Regions from separate parts of the Pan troglodytes genome. Here region 2 is linked to region 1. Evidence: chromatin contacts called from public HiChIP or PLAC-seq data. All regions are on one chromosome and are shown on one strand. Each heading gives the region's core, a stretch centred on a gene start, on an enhancer-like site or on the middle of the called end of the contact. The rest is flanking DNA. Distances are from core to core; before and after follow the strand shown. Region 1 holds the start of GRM1 (glutamate metabotropic receptor 1). Region 2 holds the start of RAB32 (RAB32, member RAS oncogene family).

The links. HiChIP or PLAC-seq counts read pairs in DNA pulled down with a chosen protein or histone mark.
Region 2: an H3K4me3 HiChIP or PLAC-seq map of stem cell-derived excitatory neurons shows a contact between it and region 1, with 5 times the contacts expected there. The contact joins the promoter of RAB32 here to the promoter of GRM1 in region 1.

Annotation. Positions count from the first base shown.
Region 1 is chr5:157,910,279-157,913,205 of NHGRI_mPanTro3-v2.0_pri, reverse strand. GRM1 (glutamate metabotropic receptor 1) reads right to left here and starts at 1,458. Exons shown (of 8, transcript NM_001164701.1): 1 at 759-1,458. The coding sequence starts at 1,458.
Region 2 is chr5:158,432,764-158,435,690 of NHGRI_mPanTro3-v2.0_pri, reverse strand. RAB32 (RAB32, member RAS oncogene family) reads right to left here and starts at 1,556. Exons shown (of 3, transcript XM_001161467.7): 1 at 1,187-1,556. The coding sequence starts at 1,436.

The DNA of each region.
Region 1 (2,927 bases), core at 209-2,708:
TCATTGTGTTAGAAGAAAAAAGACTAGAAACCAAAACTCAAATCCAAGTGGTCACCAGTGTTATTTCTCATAAAACAAGATAATTCTTGGGGGAGTGAGGGAATCTGGATGATTTTAGCCTATAAAGTAAGAAGAAAATACATTATTTAAATTACTTACTTTTTCTTTGTAACTAAGGTACTCCAGAAATAAAAATATAAGTTTCTGATATACTGAGGGAGATGACTGCATTAATCCTACATTCACAGGAAAGTTTTGGATATGTAAGAAGGGGTACAAGAGGACAAAGAAAATCTTCGACTGTTAAAGAAAGATAAAGCTTTGAAGTCCTATTTGTGGAATAGTAACTTCTTTTTGCCAATCACTCACACTGAATTAACTCATTACACCTGGAAAGTCATAGCCAGTCACTGAAGGGCAATATAACACCTTGGACAAATAAGCCTTCCAAACGCAAACTCAAAATATGAGGGTAAACAAGTATTCAAGTCAAATCTACTGCTGGACACTTTGCATGGAAAGTTTGATACCCTTTCAGCTCCTACTATCCTCAGATATTCTATGGGGTACAATTTTCCTACACTATAATTGTAAGGAAATGAGAATAAAAGGCAATGCCTGGGTGGGCAGTACTGAGAAGGGTAAACTCCGTTCCCCACAGTGCTAGAAATAAACAGGAACAATACTATGATCCCAGAAGCACATCATGCATTGCCCTGACTTTCTCAGTACCCTTCTTTCCCAAATATAATGCCTACCTTCCGTGTGGACTGCAGAGACATAGGTCCAATTGTAACGTTTGACTATGTCAAGCATGGCCCTTGCCTGCAAAGTGTCAGAAGGGACAACCCTCAGGAAGTATTTGTACAAAGTTTTGTCACTCAGGTCGATGCTTGTAGCTGAATAAGCGATCTGGGGGATGTCGAAGAGCTGGAGCAGGTTCTGCACTTGAATGGCTACAGAGCTGGAGCCGGGACCGATCACTCCCGCAATGGGCTTCTTAGTTCTGCCTGGGGGGAGGGACTGGCCGTCAGGCAGGCACCGGTTGATCCCATCCTTCTCATCTCGAATGGAAATCAGAGAGTCCCTAATGAACTCAATGCTCTGTTCCAGAGCCACGGAAGAGTGCCAGCAGGAGTCCCGGATCTCACTGCCCAGGGTGATGTTGGGCAGGAGGACCGGGTCCGCGTTGATCTTATCCAACGTGTGGAACATGGCCTCCACCCTCTGGATGCCATACTGCTCCCTGATCTCCCCACACTTCCTCTCGGGCACTTTCTCGGCCGGAGGCTGGTGATGGACTGAGAAGAGGGCTCCAATGATGACATCTCCGTCCATTCTGGCCACCGAGCGCTGAGACGACGCTCCTGCCAGCAACACTTTCCTGCCGGGGCTTCTGGGGAGAAGGGACACCTCCAAAAAGATCGCTGGGAAAAAAAACAAGAGGAGCCCGACCATGGTGGTGAGGACGAGGTCCACAGCCTGCCAGCCGCGTTCCCACGCTGGTCCCGCTGCAGGCTCCCGGCGCGCACCCCCAAGACGCCCAGCGCCGCCTCTCCCGGAGTGGTGCCCCTCGCCAACAATGGTCGTCCAAGGCCTTTGCCTCCTCCACCACCGCCTCCTTCCCCTTCGTCTCCTCCTCTGGGTCCTCCACGACCGCCTCTACAAGCTGGAGGCGTTTGTAAGGGAATTCGAATCCCCGTTCTTCACCGGTAGTGCATCAAGGTAAATTGATCAAGAGTACAGTGGAAGTCGTGTAGGCAGCGGTGAGCTAGATGCTGCTGACAAAAGACAGAGAAAAATCACAACCTTGTCATCAGAGGACCTGTGTTAAAACTCTGGGGTCTGTAATGTTAACAGTTGCCTTGTCCGTTTCATTTCGGCACATCCTGATATCGGCTGCAGGAACAGCTTGGAGCGCAGCTGTGGTCACTGAGGAAGGCGGGGTGTCCTGCCCCCTCTGTCCTCACGGGTCCAGGCGGCGCAGAGCCCCGCCAACTCGCCCGCTCCTCCAACCTTAAGTCGTTTCCTGGTCCCCTAAAAACTGTCATGCTTTCTAACTTGGAGGGCTGTGGGGAAGGTGAGCAGAGAGGAGGGGAGGAGCTAGGTCCTTCAACCCAAGAGAACTTTCCGGATTGGAAAAGATCAACTTTTTTTCAGAAGAAAATTTGGAAACTCATTGTAAAGGTGGAAGCGCGACTTTAAAATAAATGTAAACAAAGGATGCACCTTTTACTTTAATTTTGAGGGGTTGAAGAAGCCCTGACATACAATCAGCTGTAAATATAAATTTGCCAGCTTGAAGAAAATCCACATTAGTTACTAAGGCAACGCCTGGTAAAGTCTCCGTATGGAGGAGTTTGGTATGTTTCCCCCCTAAGAAGTCAGGCTTGCTGTGTATGTTCAAGAAGAAGGGGTGCAGATAAGGTAACTTGTTTCCCGCGGTGGGTGGACGGGTTAGAGGGGGTCTTGCGCTTGCTTTGGGGTTTGCATAGTTGCTAGAAAGGGAACGGAGGGGAGCTTCCGGGTTGCTCTCGCCGCGGCAGCCTGAGCCCTGCCGCCTTCAGGACCCTGGACAGTGCTCGGTCCAGCCAGACATTCCTCGGCAGGGCTGCAAGGGACGCTTTGACCAGTGAGTTGCAATTCCCTGACCCGCTTTGCTCTTTCAACCTCCCTCCTCTGAGTTCTTTACCCATACACACACATACACACACACACACACACACACACACACACACACTCCCTTCCACTCGAGTCCCCACCGCCCCTCCGCCCTCATTCTCGTCACCTTGCACCGCTTGTGCAGGTATATATCCAAACCCACCCGCTTGGGGACAGAGGCGCCAAATCTCAGCAGCCTGCGGGGCTGAAGTTGGCTCCCTCTCCCGTTCCTCCCCTGCTCCTTTTCTCAAGGTGAGAGTCGACGA
Region 2 (2,927 bases), core at 307-2,806, 520 kb before region 1:
ATTTTCGTACTTTTTTTTTTTTTTTTTTTTTTCTGAGATAGGGTCTCACTCTGTTGACCAGGCTGGAGTACAGCAGTGAGAACACAGCTCACTGAAGCCTTGACCTCTCCTAGGGTCAAGTGATCCTCCTGCCTCAGGCTCCTGAGTAGCTGGGACTACAGGCACGCACGACCACACTTGTCTAATTTTTTGTATGTACGTATGTATATATGTATGTATGTATTTTGTAGAGACAGGGTCTCACTAACAGCCCAGGCTGGTCTCGAACTCCTGTGCTCATGCGATCCTCCAGTCTAGGCCTTCCAAAGTGCTGGGATTACAGGCGTGAGCCACTGGCGCTTGGCTTGGTACCATTTCTATGAACTTTCCAATAGTTAACATCATCTTTAAAACGCCCACTCCCAACCACCACACCAGGCAAAGTTCAAGTGTTCATAAATCAGAGCAGAGGGAAATGTACCCCCTCAAACAGAACAAATGAAAGCAAATGGCAGAGAAACACTGTATTGAGGAGTGGGGGGGGTGGCGGGGGGGGGGGCGAGGGCACCAGGGATGGGACTAGGTGTTGGTTTAGCAAGAGAGGAAGGGGTGAGTGTAAGGTTTCAGAAAAGCTTTCCCAAATCTTCACGGAGTGTCTGTCCTCGGCTTCCGATGAGAGCAAAGTATTTGAGGAATGGAGTTTCCCTCACAAAGGCCAGTCTCAGAGCCAAGGCGGGTGGTGGAAAATGATCTGGAAAGGAACCTGGCTTTTGGTCTTGGTGATGTCACTAACTAGGAGTGCAGCTTCGGGTTAAGTCACCCAATCCCTCTGAACTTGAGTTGAGGCTGAGAGGCGCCGGCCCGCTCCAAAGCAGGCTTCTCAACTAGTCCTGGTGTATGTATGATATACTTGCATTATTCAGAGTTCAAACTTCTGGAAAAGACCCCCTGGCCTCCTCGCCTCCCTTCAGGAGAGCGAGCTCTGGCGTGCAGGACCTGCTCCAACTCCTACTGCCCATCCCATCCTCTGGGCCCCACCGAGTCCAGCCGACCGCGTCCATCGCATCTCGCCCTTGGATTGGGCCTCTCTCTTCTCCTAAAGGTACCCAGGCAGACGAGTTCAGGCAGAAAAGAAAAAGAAAAGAGGCAGAGAGGAGCCAGGCGGCCCGGCGGGGCTCTGGAGTGGGAAACTCGCGGCCGCGCTTACCCGCGATGTCCCACAGCTGCAGGCGCACCAGAGTCCTGCTGTCCCAGTTGAGGACCTTGAGGGCGAAGTCCACCCCGATGGTGGCCCGGTAGTGCTGGGAGAAGAGCTGGTGGACGTAGCGCTTGATGATGCTGGTCTTGCCCACGCCAAGCTCGCCGATCACCAGCACCTTGAAGAGGTGCTCGCGGGTCTCGGGCGCTGGGGCGGCGGCCGACCCCAGGCCGGGGTCCCCGGCTCCCCCGCCCGCCATGAGCGCTGCGGCTGTCGGGCGCGCCTCGGCTCCGAGTCTGGCCCCCTGCCCGGCCTCGCGCTCTGCCGCCGCGCCCCCGGCGGCCGCGGAAACTCCCCCGAGGCCGGCCAGCCCTCCGCCGCGCCCGCTGACGCCGCCTGACCGGTCACAGGACCCAGAACCCGCCAGTGCTCGCGGCCCGGGCGGGGCCGGACGAGGGCTGGGCCGGACGAGGGCAGGGCCGGACGAGGGAAGGGCCTGGCGCCGGCTTGGGGAGGACCCTGCGCGAGGCGGCTCCCGCCCTGCGCCTCTGAAGCCCGGCCGGGCCCAACTGGACTTCCTCTCCCGGGCGGCGCCTCCGAAGCCCGGCCGGGCCCAACTGGACTTCCTCTCCCGGGCGGCGCCTCCTGGCGGTCGCGGCGCGGAGGGAGGCCCAGACGCCCGCTGGTGGGCCTCCGGGGAGCCGGCCTGGAGCCTTTATGGGCCCCGGAGGTTCACTGGGGGCCTGAGGAGGCGCCGAGGTCGCTGAGCGCCCCCCGGGGCCGGGGTCGGCGTGGGGTCCGGGCCCAGCCTGGAAGCCTCTGGCCTGGAAATCCACCTCCTGCCCTACTCTCCCCGCAGGGAGAGCCACACTTGCGGGCCTTGGCTTGGGTCGCGAGCAGTCCCCTTTAGATGGGAAAGGAAGTGGCACCGTGACTTTGAACTTAACGAAGGACGGATAACACTGGGCTGGTAGTTCTGTTTTTAACTTTTTGAGTGAACCTCCGTAGGGTTTTCCATAATGGCTGTTCCAGTGCACATTCCCACCACCAGTGTACAAGGTTCCCTTTGCTCCGCACATCACCGACACTTACTATCGCTTATCTTTTTTATAACAGTCATCCTAGCAGGTGTGAGGAGATACCTAGTGGCTTTTCCCTGTTCATTAGTGATTTTGAGCGCCTTTTCTTATATCTGTTGGCAATTTGTACTTCCTCTGGAAAAAAAAAAAAGTCCATTCAGATCCTTTGCCCGTTAGTTAACTGGGTGTTTTATTTATTTATTTTGGCTGAGTTCTGTGAACGTAATGTATTTTGGATATTAACCCCTTATCAGATATATGGCTCACAAATATTTTCTCCCAATCTATAGGCTGTTTTTTCATTTTGTTGATTATTTCCTATGCGGTGCAGAAGCATTTTAGTTGGATGAAGTCCCATTTATCTAGGTTTGCTTTGGTTGCCTGGGCTTTTGGTGTGATATTGCAAAAATCGTTGCTAAAGCCAGTGACCCAGCTATCCCTCTTCTGGGTGTATACCCAAAGGAAATGAAATCAGGATCTCAGAAATCGCTCTCAAGTTCATGCAGCATTATTCACAGTTGCGAAGATTTGGAAACAACCAAAGTGTCTGTTAACGATGAATGGATAAAGAAATTGTAATACATACATAGGCATGCACGCGCGCATATACACGGACGCACACACACACACAATGGAATATCACTCAGCCTTTAGAAGGCGATCCTGACATT